Regions from separate parts of the Zea mays genome. Here region 2 is linked to region 1. The links are chromatin contacts, called in public Hi-C maps. All regions are on one chromosome and are shown on one strand. Each heading gives the region's core, a stretch centred on a gene start, on an enhancer-like site or on the middle of the called end of the contact. The rest is flanking DNA. Distances are from core to core; before and after follow the strand shown.

Region 1 (6,744 bases), core at 3,813-6,312:
ACAAACGTCTCGAGAATGCCTACTTTTTTTTCTCTCCTACCAGTGTTCTGTACGTCTGTACGTGAATCCACATGTCCGTGACGGAGCATGCATGCATGAAGCGACGTTGATTTAGACTCTGTCAGATGGACTCCGCGGTGCCATCGGAACTAGGCATGAGCAAAAAGAACCGGAACCAAGGAACCGAACCGAAATAACCGAGAACCGGAACCGAACTAACCGAACCGAAGGAACCGTTATGAAATTCGGTTCTGGTTTTTTGAGAACCGAAATAAATGAGATATTTTCGGTTCTGCACTCCAAAGAACCGAAAGAACCGAAAGAACCGAAAAACCCAAAAGTAATAGATTCAATTTGTTACATGTGTTTGTAACTTCGGATGTTGTGTTATCGACTTATGTTGAACCTCTAATCATCAATGTATTATCTATGAAATTATAGTCATTGTGCACTTGTCGTTGTTTGTGGGGAGATGTTGCTGAAATTTCTCACAAAAGTTGTCGTTATTCATAATTTTAGAGTGGCTGTTACAGTTCGGTTAGAACCGAGGAACCGAACCGAAGAACCGAGAACCGAACTAGTCAGTTCTGATTTCTTTATCTTGCTATTTCGGTTCTAGTTTTTGAAGAACCGAATTTCTACAAGAACCGAGGAACCGAACCGAAGAACCGAATGCCCAGGCCTAATCGGAACAGTCAGTGCCACGGCGGCCCGTGCGGCCGCGAAGAGGTAGCTTCAGCCAGGCGGGTGGTCAGCCGGTCACCTACTCCAGGTCCCTAGCAATCGACCATTTAACGTGACAGTCACGACGTTGACGACGTTGCGATCTTATCTACTGTGAGAGGAAGGCGTCCACGTCCGTAATAAATCACGCCATGTGACTGTCTTCAGCGGTTCACTCTAAATTCCATTCCATATACCCCATTTTCACGCAGTAGCGGATCTATCAACCAGGCAGAGCAGGCCATGGCTTGGCTTGGGCTATCTCGCCGACTGAATAGTGCATATCAAGTCGAAATATACTAGCCTACTTCACTTAAAGAAAGCAAGCCTAGGCAGAAACAAGCAAGCAGCGTACGTAGTGCATGCACGCACACATGCTGAGGATCACAATGTAAACTTACCTTAGCTGTGTTTGAATTCTAGGTCTACCACTGCTTTCACGTCACGCCAGCAATCTCTCTCCTACTATATATCCACGCTCCTCTATTTGTATGTGTTGGGTCGATCTGGACGTTAAACACTAAAACGAACCACCTGACGATGCACCCAGGTGCGGACGGTCCGCGGTACAGGATCAGACGGTCCACGACTTGGCACAGGAGCGGTTCCTCCTCCGCGTACGTCCGGACGGTCCACGCTTGAGGCTCGGACGGTCCGCGATAATACAGAGCGTCGTCGTCTTCTTAGCAGACCTAGATCTCACCTCCCGGGTCTTAGGGACCCCGTCGGAGGGAAAAGATTCTAGGATGTGTCTTAGTGTCGGCAGGCAACACAAGACGCCTCTAGTCGACGTAGAGCCGAAGAGAGGTGAAGATTCAAGGTATAGGGAGGCTAAACTAGGGGGTTAAACTAGAACTACTTCTAATGCATAAGGTAAAAATGATAAGTAGATTTGATTGGATTGATTGTGTGGGTTCAATCGACCGTAACACTTTATCTATATAAATGGGGAGGTCTAGATCCGTTACAAATCGGTTCTCGAGTTAATCTCGCAGGTTTAGCTAACAAATCTCGCAAGAAATCTGAAACACTAACTGATTCTGCGCACACATCTAAATATTGTAATTTCAACCTTTTCTAATATCTTTTAGAAAACAATTTATGTATGCTTTTACGCTAGTCATGGGTGAAAATATAGGAAGGTTGTCTACACACATAACAAAGCAGGAGGTTCAGGGAGATTTCCGGCATTTTTAGTTTTTAAAATATAAATATTGTAGTTACTCCATCTGGTATAAATATATAATTCATTTTAGACTAAGACACTGTTTGGTTCCATCGGGATTTTTAGAAACAGGTTTTTAAAAGCTAGAAGGCCTCCAAACAAATCAAGTTTTATTTAGTTTCTGAAAACTAGTTTCTGGTTTCTTAAAAACCAATTAAGAATCTGGTTATGCTCAACTAAAACCAGTTTTTTTGTGCCTAATTACCCGTTACCCTTTATAAGAAAGAACAAATTACTAAGAAATGCCACTCCTTTCCAACCGTTAATCGTGCGCCTTCTTCTCTCTCTAGTGCGATCCGTCCTCGCGGCTGATCCGCAGTCCGTCAGTTATATGACGCGAGAACCAGCCGGTAAATGCATGTGAACCATATGCAGCGTGAACCAGCCGGCAGTTATATGATGCGAGGGTAGAGGGAAGTAAATTGAGGAGAACTAAGCCAACATTCTCTAAACAAACAAAGGGTATGATTGTCATTGTTAAAGGAAAAATTAGAAACCAGCTTTTTAAAACGAGTGGATCCAAACACTTGTATCCAGTTTTTTTCTTCTTCTAAAAACCAGTTTCTTGAAACTAAGTCTAGAAACTAGTTTTTTAAAACCAGAGTGGATCCAAACATGCTCTAAACATACATTCATTAATTAACTTATGGATGTAGTTTATATGTATGTCTATATCTATTATCATTCATTCTAATATGGACGTAAAATAAGAGGGCTATAGAAAGAACTATAATTTGGGAGATATGGATTATTTATTATTAATTACTTTATTTTTGTATTGGATCTATAATTTGAAGGGTTAAGGTTTGTTTGACATCCTATCTCTTACCCCTATGAGGTGATCTTGGTTTATGGGAAAAAAGTATACATTCCATGGCTCCATGCATACATGAATATATGCCTTTTGTATTATGCATTAAAAAAAGCTGCGTTATTGCACGGTACACTGACGTGACATTGGACGTTTAGCGCGGATGCATGTGTTAAGCCATTCATGACACTGAGACCCTAATTAACCAGAAGAAAGTATGTGTTTTCTCTATTTTTTTCGGTTGCCATGAATCCATGATCAGTATGTGTCGCTCTCCAGTTAGGTCCGCACACGAAAAAAAAAAGAAAGAAGAAGAGAGGATAAAATATGCTAGCTCCAATAATAGAACTTAAAGTAAGGTTGCGGATTGGGGTGTGGGGGAGAGATTATATATAAAAGATTAGAATACCCAAATGGGTTTCATGATATTGTCCCCCAGCAGCAGACTGCTCGGGCCTTTTCCGTTCCGTTTCGGATCAGATATGACCCTCTTGCTTAGACTTTGCCAAACGCGCGGAAACTAGCTAGGAAGCACTAACACAATGGAGTGTTAGCTAAATGGCTAATCAAGTCAAATTTTGGCTAATCAAGAGCAAAATAACTCCAACACACTAGATGTCTGACTCATCAAACTATTTGACTCTCTAAATTGGCTCTTTCATTCGCTAAATTTGGCTAGCCACCTAACTAGTCAAAATAGATATATAGTCTATTGGAGTGAAATATTATATATAAATTATAATCTTTATGAAAAAAATAGATAGTAAAAAATAAAGAGTCTGTTGGAGACGAGACAAAATGTCTATTTGATTTGGGATTTGGACCCTTGATTTGCACACCAATGAGATCTGTACCTTCTGAGCAAATCCCTTTAACTTTTGGTCTCAGCAAATTTAATACGGCCTATGTATAGTAAATAAACTAGACATCTCACTTTTGCTCAAGAAAAAAAAAACAGTCATACATGACCGGCTGAACCAGTAGAGAATGGTGAAGAAAGAGATATTTTTGCGCGTTGTGCCGCCGCTTCCGGTTTCACGCCCAATCAACATTTGATGTGATGGATTTCTATCATTCTAGGATCATTGCCGATCAAGCATACATATGGGCAGGCTGCTTTCACTAATATTTAATTAATTCGTGGCCGTGCAATGATTCTGCTGTTTATATGTGCAGGCGTACGTGTCCCTGGGCCTGCTATATAGTCGGTGCAATGATACATTTCTTTCGAATCTGATCGGCTGGATTTGGACTTTTATTATTCGATTGATCTGAGTGGACGTATATCCGATCCACAGTGAGCAATTGAAAAAAAAAAGAAAAGAAAAGAACACCGAATGAACAGGTGAACAGATTTCACTTTTACGGAAAGTTCGATCAAGTTTATAGATAAAAAAGACGATTTTTATTACATTAAATAAGTGTTATTAGATTAATCGCTAAATATGTTTCTATATTAAACTTTTCTCGAACATATATGCCTATCCGGATGTTTTTTGGTACTAGAAATTTTTTATTATATTAAATAAGTGTTATTATAGTATTGAATAACCATTTAAACACTAGTTTTCTAATATGTGCCTCTTTTGGTTCCGTGCCGTTACAAACACGGCTCTTCTAGTCGTGTTGTGTTGTGTGGCCCATTATGACTAAGTTTGAGACACGGTACGACCTGACAGTTCGGGTCGTACTTGCACAACTCATTCTTTTTCGTGTCGGGTCGTAATTTGGACTCTTATTTTTATACAGTGTCATGCCATGTCAGCTTTAAATAGTCCGGTCTAAACTTTCATATCTATGTACCAGTGGTGTGGCCATTGTAGGTGAGACTAAGAAGCCATACACAAGATTGGTATATTATTTGCTTCTGTTTTTCTAGCAGCCAACAGAGGGAAAGTCACATCTACACCAAAAACAAATTTAATCCTTGACCATCTATATATTTACGGATATTTTTATTGGACACATGAAGACTGGCCTCACCCCTCCATGCACTCGCCATGCTGTTGAAGCACTCCGGGAAATTGGGCTCGATTGCAATTGCAACAGCCACCTCGTTCTTGGCGTTGCACATGTCGAACTCCCGCAGCTGAACATTTTTTGTTTTTATATGAGGAAAGGCTTCAAGACAAGTATGCAGCGCACCGTGCACAGACATAGAGTCACAGAGAAGGTATGAGCCTGAATTTCGCTGAAAACAAACTGGAAATCAACGGCGCCGAGCAGCAGGAGGCTCTCCAGTGGACGACCGAGGGGGTGACATGACATGTTACGAGCCGGGCTACTTTGATGGGCCTCCTGTCTTGCAATTGCTTGTTCGGGCTGACCGCGTGTGGACGAGGACAAATTGGGCCTAAAATACAATGGCCCAAATGACGCGAGAAACTGATGGGCAACTAGTCGACGCTTCGGAGCCCGTTAAGAGTATCTTCCGTTTTCTGTTCCCCCGATTCTGCTGCTATTTCATTCTTGTTAGGGCATCATGACGGTGAGATGAGATGACGTGAGTTCCGCTGAAACGAAGGCCATGTTGACCTGGGTCTCTGCACAGTCCGCACACAACTTTTTTTTTCTCCTTCTCTCTCGGTGTTTTGATGAGGGTGATCGTGCACCCTAGCCCGTATCCGTATGGCATATTGATATGCTTTTAGCTGCATATGCATCTATCACCCGTCTTTATAGTTGAAGCGCGCGTGCCTCGTTCCATCAACGTGCTACGGTGCAGCGCTATTACCCGTCTTTATGTGTTGGTTGTGGTTGGGTTTATTGACTGCAGTACCCGCATGCTTCCCTTTTTTTCAACATCAAGGTTCGTCCGTTACGTGTGAGGTCTGTTGAAAATAAACCGGTCCTTGTACGTGGGTTTTTTTTTTCTTGGTATTGTCCGTGTATAATCGATTGATTTCTACGGTCCAAACGGGGTCCGAGATCCAATCATATATGTATCCATGTATCTAAGCTGTGCACCGGGAAGCATAGTAAGTAGGCACATTTAATATGGATCAAAAAAAGGCGAAACAGCAATTAATTAAGCCTCACGAATTTGTCATCTGGACCTGTGGCTAGATGCTCGTCTATATAGGCCACGTGAACCGAGCCGACAGCTGTGTAGTCTTTGTATCAAAAGCACAGTAGTACAGCTACAACACAAGAACTTAGGCCAAGTACACACCACCGCGGGCGGCAAGCGAGCGGTGGTCGATAGAGACCACGAGCTCCCTCAACAAGCGGGCGCTCGTAGACCCGAGGCAGCGGAGGCACCTAGCTAGGCGTGTGCATGGGGGCACTGCATGGAGCCAACCGTAGCCCTTGCACGGGGACCCCTTCCATCCACCCGTCCCGTCGGCAATCCGACCGATCTGGATGCGTCCCGCGCGCGCGTGTGTGATGACTGTGTGCCTCGGAACCCTGTCACGTCCTCGCTCCCCGCCCCGACAGCCAGAACCACCGCCTCCGCCGCCGCGTCCGCCCCGCCCCGAATCCAGCCCGTGCCATGCGGGGGGGCCTCCGTGGCCGCGTCCGTGCGGCACAAACCCATCCCACGGACCGCGGAGATGCCGCGCTCGTTCCGCTTCGCGCCAGCCGTGCGGGTGTTAGAGAGGGCAGGTGGCCCGGACGGCAGGGCGCACAACCCCAAGCGACGCGCGAGAAAGCCGCGGGTCCTCACGGGGGGTGGTGGTGCTGGTGCTGGCTGACGGGTGATCGCAAGCTGCACCGGCGTGGTTGCAAGGACCGCGCGCGAGACTGGCAACGGTAGCAAAGCACGCGGACCATCAGGGATCGAGCCGAGCGGCAGGGGAGGCCGCCGCGTACGTACGTACGTTCACAGCCTTCTTGAACCATAGAAACCGCACAAATCCACAGATGGGTGAGCATGGTCCATGCTCCATGATAGTACTCTATCAGATGCAATTGGCCTGGCTCAAAATATGTGTGTTCGTACGACGGTGGGTACCTGTGGACTGCTTTTTTGGTGGCTGCTGGA
Region 2 (6,897 bases), core at 3,438-5,937, 370 kb before region 1:
GATTTTGTCTTAAAAAGCCAAAAGCTAAATCAAAGCTATGCTAGCCAACAACTTTTTTCAAAAGTATGTGAAAAATTGAAAGCACTTCTAAAGCCGTTTTCAGTGGCTTCAGAGTGGAAGAATTCCTGTTCTTTTTCATCATAACTCCCATATCCACAACCAATTCTATCATACAACTTTTAGTTTTTCACATATTATAGCCCACAACAATATTTTTGACAGCTTACAGTCCATAACAAAAAAAATTTCACAACCAAGGTCCATCCACACACACCCTAAATAAAGATAGCGATTGGTTGTGCATATATGACCATATCATTTAGTTTTTTTAAGATTTGGCTTTAATCTGTACCGATTTCTACTGCTTTACAATGTTTTGTCTTAGTCCAAATAACTGGCTTAATCCGAAGCGAACAATCCCATAGTTTCGTAGTAATTTCTTATATAAACTCAAGAATCGCAATACAATGACATAATTTTAACTGATGCAATGGTAATCCACTTCTTTTGGAGGCAACTGATATATTTCTGTTGCACATAATATTTCTTTTTATTCAATTATTGTTTCTCTGGTTCTGATTTTCTTTTATCATGCTAGCCTAATGTTTATTTTAAACAAACATACATGCCTATTGTGTTTCTCATGGACAAGCAGTGACGAAGCTAGAGCGAAATTGAAGAGGGTGTAATTGGTCTAGTGGATGCATACTAATTTTTTTCTAGAGATACATATATCGTGAAATTTTAACTGTATCTGTAAAATTTATATTTTTTAAGGGGTGTATTTGTATCCGCTAGATATAACCTAGCTTCGCCCGTGGTGACAAGGGGTACAAGGGTACGGTGGAGTAAAGCACGAACTAGCTTTCTTTTATTTTTCACATATTCATAAAACTAAATTGGCCAGTGAAATTTGAATGGATAAAAGAGTTCCGGAACTAGATGATCAAATCATGGGAGATAGTACATGTGAACTGCTGCACGCCTGCACTTGTATCATCGCTAGACAACACCTTACTATGTAGCTTGATGACAGCTTAAAACCATGGCACCAAATTAACAGGTGTTAGATTGGCTGATATAGAAATTACTTACGTTATACTCCCTCCCTCCGTTTCTTTTTATTAGTCGCTGGATAGTGCAATTTTGCACTATCCAGTGACTAATAAAAAGAAACGGAGGGAGTAACAATTATTTAGACTATGGTATTGTAAAAGTGTGGTTTTAACAACTGGAGCTTTTTAAACATTCCCTCACCTGCTGTAACTCTCTAGCACGGAGCCAGCCCCACCTCCCATCTCTAGGTACAGTCTTGTAGATTGACTGACAGTATCCGGTAAACAGTGTACTGTATTAGATTCTGCAAATGTATATGCCTTCTATATGAAATTTGTTAATGTGTTGTAAAAATTTGAAGCCTACAGTATTAACTTGAACAATATATTTAGACTTTAAAATTTAAAGTTGACTTATTGACATGATTCTCCACTGATCGCCTGCTCGGCTGGTTATTGCATATTTGCAGGAGGCTTTAATTTCTATGCTAAAAGATAGAAGATTATACACGTTAAAAGCAGAAAGTTATATGTAGGAGGAAAGAACTACATCTCTTGATTCTGTTGTGTTTGGGATTGCACCCCCAACTTTAGTAGTGATGTGAGCATCTCCAAAAGAAGGAAATACAAATTTTCCCCAAAAACTGATTATGAAGGCATACTAAATCTTTTTCATGGTGTATACAAAGTATAATTCCAGCAGTTCTCGCAAAAAAGAACGCTCAAACGAAACTGGGCTACTGTTTAAAAATTCCAGATGTTGTTGCTGGCCTAGTTGGCCTCTACCGTTGGTCCAATTATGCATGTGGATGGACATATTTATTTTTGCTGCTCACCAGGTTTTGCGCGCTCTCTAGGTTTCGAGGATCCACCGACGCAATCTCGGTGGGAACTCACCAGGTTTCACGCGCTCACATGATTGGGGAAGTTTTTATCCTCGCGTGTTTTTCCGGGTCGCGCATAAATGCGGCTCACGAACGGGCCTATGTTGGAGCACGAACCAGCAGAGTTTACCCCCAAAACTGGTTTTGGGGAGTTTTAACATGGTCTCTTGGAGATGCTCCCTGCTATGTAAAGGCTTAGGTGCCATTTGGCTCATGAAATGTAACGTAAATGGTAGTGGTAACGATTTACACTCAAATATCGGCGGTAACAAGTTTCAATAAGGCGGTATCCATTTGTAGCGTGATATCGATTACGGTTGGACTTAACAAACACGATTTAACGTTATTGGTAACACATTATGTTACCAACATGTGAACAAAACGGCACCTTAGGGTTATGTTGTCTAATCTCAACTACCATGTAAATCATTCTTATGTACATCTCTATATATATAGATGAGTACAACCCTCATGAGAATATTGTTTTTTGCCACTTTTAACATGGTACTAGATCATGATTTTTTTTCCTAATTTACTGTCACACATCCTTTTCTTCCTCCTCCCATATCGGATGTTATTGCTTCTATGTTATGCTCAGCTTGACCAACTAAATCTAATCTCGTCAAAGCTTTCGGAATATATTGGTGGGTCCAATGCTGAATGCCCTCTGAGACAAAGATCGCGGCATCAACGGTCACAAAGGAAGGAGGGGATGAGAGGTATGATCTCCAATATCTTGAATCGAAGCGCTCAGAGTACTTATTTTCGGAATTTACTTATAGGTTTAATCTTTTTTTTTAGCCCAAATCTCACGTTCTCCTCCGGGGCTCACAAAGGAAGGAGGGGATGAGAGAAACGAAAGGTTGTGGCAAGTTTGAACTAGCTCCACATATTATTAATGCCCAGTGACACTATCCTAGTAAAGCGTGAGAGATAAGGAGAGAGAAGAGAAAAGATAAACGGGAACATGGGATGCAGGACCAGGAAAGTTGTCGTACATTGATGACTAGCTTGAATAGGGGTTTACAGACAGGGGTGCCCTTGGTTACAGACAAGCTTGCCTGAACCATTCAACTTGGGCTAACAAGTCTTGCTGAACACATTAGTTAATGAAGGTCCAATTCGTACCTGTGAAAGACAATAAGGCTGAATTTATACATTTTCAGAATCAAACAGCCCTTAGTCAGGCACTGAAGCAACCGTAGGAAAGATGGAATGCAAGCTAGTGTTACATTCAAACGAGTGCAGAAGCAGTAGTAAGTTTCCATTAATCTCATATTAGCGTAGACAACTATACAACTCTCTCCAGAGCACCAAGCAAGCGAACTTTCAAGAAACTTATTAAGCTCTGCATCTCTCACTATCAGGCGATGCAGCCCAAGCCGAGGCACCCTCCAAGCAAATTCCTCAGCAGCTTCTTCTGCAGAACGAAGAACAGGTCATGAGAATAAAATCCTCGCCTAAAATCTCGCTTGAATTTACAGTCCAGCTTTATCGCTCATGGCCTTTGACAAAAGGCCGTCCAAATGCTGTGAAAAAAATGAAGCGCTTAAGCTTCTTTCTTTTTGAAAAAAAGGTCACATCTTTGGCAAATGTAGATGTTCTATCTAATGCTATCCAAACAAAAGCTACTTGCAAAGGGGTCAGCTTAGGCTAGATAAAGGACAGTCACATGACGAGAACTAGACAAAAGGTAAAACCCCACTTAGCTACACGTTGGGTGCATGCAGCGAGAGACGCACTGATCTGAGAGCAAACTAGCTAGGGAGGATTTGATTACAGGGCACTTGCCTTCTTCACCTTGCAGAGAAGCTGCGGGGAGATCTTGTACAGGTCCTCGTCCACAGCTCCCTTGGGCTTCCACTTGTGCTGCTCGCTCACGCAGCGCCTCCTGCGTCCCTTCCTCGCCGCCGGCGGCACAGCGGTTTCTTTCTCCCCCTTCACTCGAACAACGCACTGCACAGGACAGGCATCGGACACAGAATTGTCAGTACCACCTTTGTTAACTAGTGCAGACTGCACGGCACGGAGTATGAAACAGTGCTGGGGAGTTGATGAAAGAAATGGATGCAGTGCTCTTTCACCTTCTTGTAGCCGTAGGGCTTGGCAGGCAACTGGGGCACCTTGAAGAGATCCGCGTCGCCCTTCTCCGCCGGCGCCGCGAAGAAGAAGGCCCCTGCCTGGAAGTACTGGGTGACGGGCATGTCGCCGTCCCACACGTTCCAGTCGCCGAACGCCGGGATCTGCCGCCACTTGCAGTCGTCTTGCGCCTGGCAGAAAACGAAACGAAACTTTTTTTTTACTCCACTGGTGGTGGGCGACTGAACAGTACGACTGAAGAATGCAATACAGTTTCGTGTAATCTTCTTCTCTGGAAGTTTGGAAGCAAAAGAAAAAAAAAACTGTATGTGAATGTAGGACACGTACGTGCTTGTTTGAAAAGAAAACAAACACTGTTACGGCAATACTATATATTTCAGATTCACAGTAGGTAAGATAACTAGTCTACTATGTATATGTAAAACGAGCATGTTCCAACTGTCATGGCTTGTTTCTCTGTTAGCAAGGACATGGCGTATAGTTTAGTTTCGCTGTTGCAAAAAAACAAGAGAAGAAGCCCAACAAAGACACGCATTCTCGGCTCACCTCCATCTCGCTCGCAGTTGCCGAAGAAGGTGCCGAGGTGCGAGAAGAGGCGGAGGAGCAGAGGAAAGAACTGAGCACCAAGCGAGGGCAGTCAAAGCTGGGGTTGGAATTGGGCAGCGGAGCACAGGGGTTCCTCCTCTATACATAGCCGAAAGGCCTGTCCGAAGAGAATGTGGGGGCACACGTACCCGAACTTTTCAGAAAGCCCTCGAGGAAAAGCGAGCGCCCAAAGCAGCAGCTAGCGTTCAATGAGCCGAGCCCGGGCAGGCAGGCAATGAGTATCAATACCCCACCCCAGTCACAAGAGTTTACTCATGCCGCAGCCGTGCCGACTTTTATATTAGATTCTTTTTCCCCAAAAAAGTTTACGTTCACATATTTGATGAGACCATTAGCACTTGTTTGGTTGCATAGAGATAGGAGGGGATTGAAGGTGGTATAATCCTTTACTACTTATTTTGACTTACAAGGAATTATATGCCACTCAATACCCTCCAATCTCCATGCAACAACCAAACAATCCATTAACACGGGTATAACCATGTGGAGAGATGTCGTGATCTATAACACTGAAGTTATACGGTTTAACGCCAGTCACAGTCTACAGTTCGAGCTCCAATTTAAACCGTCTCATCCCGTTTGAGATGGACCTCATTTATTTCTCGTACCACCGACTGACTATGAGGGTCTAGGTTGGAGTCAGGGTCGGAACTGGGGCAGCGATCGATGAGCATATATATAGGCGCGTACTTCTTTCGTCCATAAATGTTGGCCGTTCTTATTTTTCGAGGAGTCAAACATTTTTAACTTTGACCACATTTAGGGGGTGTTTGGTTTGTAGGGACTAATGTTTAGTCCCATCATTTTATTCCATTTTAGACTATAAATTGCCAAATTTAGAAATTAGAATAGAGTTTTAGTTTCTATATTTAGCAATTTTGCAACTAAAATGGAATAAAATGTAGGGACTAAAAATTAGTCCCTATAAACCAAACACCCCCTTATATAAGAAAATAGAATGTTTATAGTACATAATTAGTATCGTTAGATAGATCTTTGAATCTACTTTTATAGTAAAATTTTTCGAAGATATAAATGTTGCTAATATATTTTATAAATCCAGTTAAATTTCAGAAAGTTTGAGCCATACGAATACCGTAGTGACAAATATATGTGGACGGAGAGAGTAGGACGGAGAAGAGAGGAAGAGCAAGCGGCAACCAGAAAACGGAGGCACGGCAATACAGGGTTGAAACATCATCACCAAGACATATGACACGGATCTAGGCATACGTTATTTTTTAAAAAAAAGAGTCAAAATAAAAACAATCGGGCAGCCGTGCATGGTGTGTGCAGGAGGGGCAGGCCTGGCCACCAGCCCTCGCTTTCCGAGTTGCTAGTGTCCATAGCGCTAGCGCAGTGATGATGCTCGTCTTTTCTGTGGTCGCTGCCTGCCCTCAGTCACCTCTGTCTGTCTCTCAAATCTCGGTCTCTCTACCTGTGTCCACTGTCCAGTAACGACTGTAAAGTTGCCGGCTTTTGGCACCAAGTCCTTGCCACCGCACACGATGGTAGACAATGAGTGCGTGTGTGTGCGTGCCCTGTCGCGCGCGTGCCCTTGTCGAACTCGAACACACTTACACGCACCCGAGGATGGGCGCCGCTCGTCGCGCTCGCCTCCGTCCCGTCCGGCGCCCGACACCCGGCCGGCGGGTGGCTCTCCTCGATCAGCCAGCCGCGGCTCTCAAGGCCGGAAGGCCGCCGCCCGCGCATGGTGTGGGGAGCGGCAAAAGGCACCCACTTTTTGCACGGACGGAACCATGGCAAAACCACACAACAATGATTCCTGCGGTTCCGCCCCGTTGCACGCCGCTTTTAACTAAATTCCCCGCCGCCGAGACCGAGAGCTTTCCACCGCCGTCGCCATCGGCCGGTGACGAGCAAGGAAGAGGGCCAGTACTGTGCTGGCTGGCTCTGGCTCACTAGACGCGCTCACTTTTCGGTCTAATCCGGCGCGCTCACTTTTGGTTGGAGAACTGACCGTGATAATTGAAACGGAAGAACAGAATACTACGTGACTTGGACCGGTCATGTCGTCTGTCATGTTACCGTGCATGCAAAAGATAAGGTCCCTGGCCGATGGGCCCTTCCTCCCTCTGCTCTCCGTTACGTGCGCATGCTGCCAACCTCCCTTTTACTACAAGTCATTCCTTTGCTAAACGACGGGGGCGCTCCGTTTCTGAAAGAGAATAATCTGCCACATGGTTTCAAATCCTTTGCAGAAACACAAACACGTACACATGCTTACTGGA

Evidence for each region. Hi-C and Micro-C count contacts between places; a contact is called where the count stands out from the background.
Region 2: a contact with region 1 is called in a Hi-C map of ear, with 2.2 times the contacts expected there. The contact joins the promoter of LOC100191186 here to the enhancer-like site in region 1. A contact is called at or near these places in 2 of 25 Hi-C or Micro-C datasets (ear and tassel).

Annotation. Positions count from the first base shown.
Region 1 is chr3:164,263,554-164,270,297 of Zm-B73-REFERENCE-NAM-5.0, reverse strand. No RefSeq gene overlaps it. Among protein-coding and RNA genes, the nearest start is that of LOC103652331, 5.2 kb to the left of the region's middle. Within about 2 kb of position 5,062, at least 19 of the 20 cell types and tissues checked have an H3K27ac peak or open chromatin away from gene starts, as enhancers often do. A contact at or near this core is called in ear and tassel, where this site is marked.
Region 2 is chr3:164,629,144-164,636,040 of Zm-B73-REFERENCE-NAM-5.0, reverse strand. It overlaps LOC100191186, which reads right to left and starts at 4,687. Exons shown (of 4, transcript NM_001196816.1): 1 at 4,586-4,687; 2 at 4,024-4,209; 3 at 3,731-3,895; 4 at 3,082-3,359. The coding sequence starts at 4,591. The coding sequence ends at 3,303.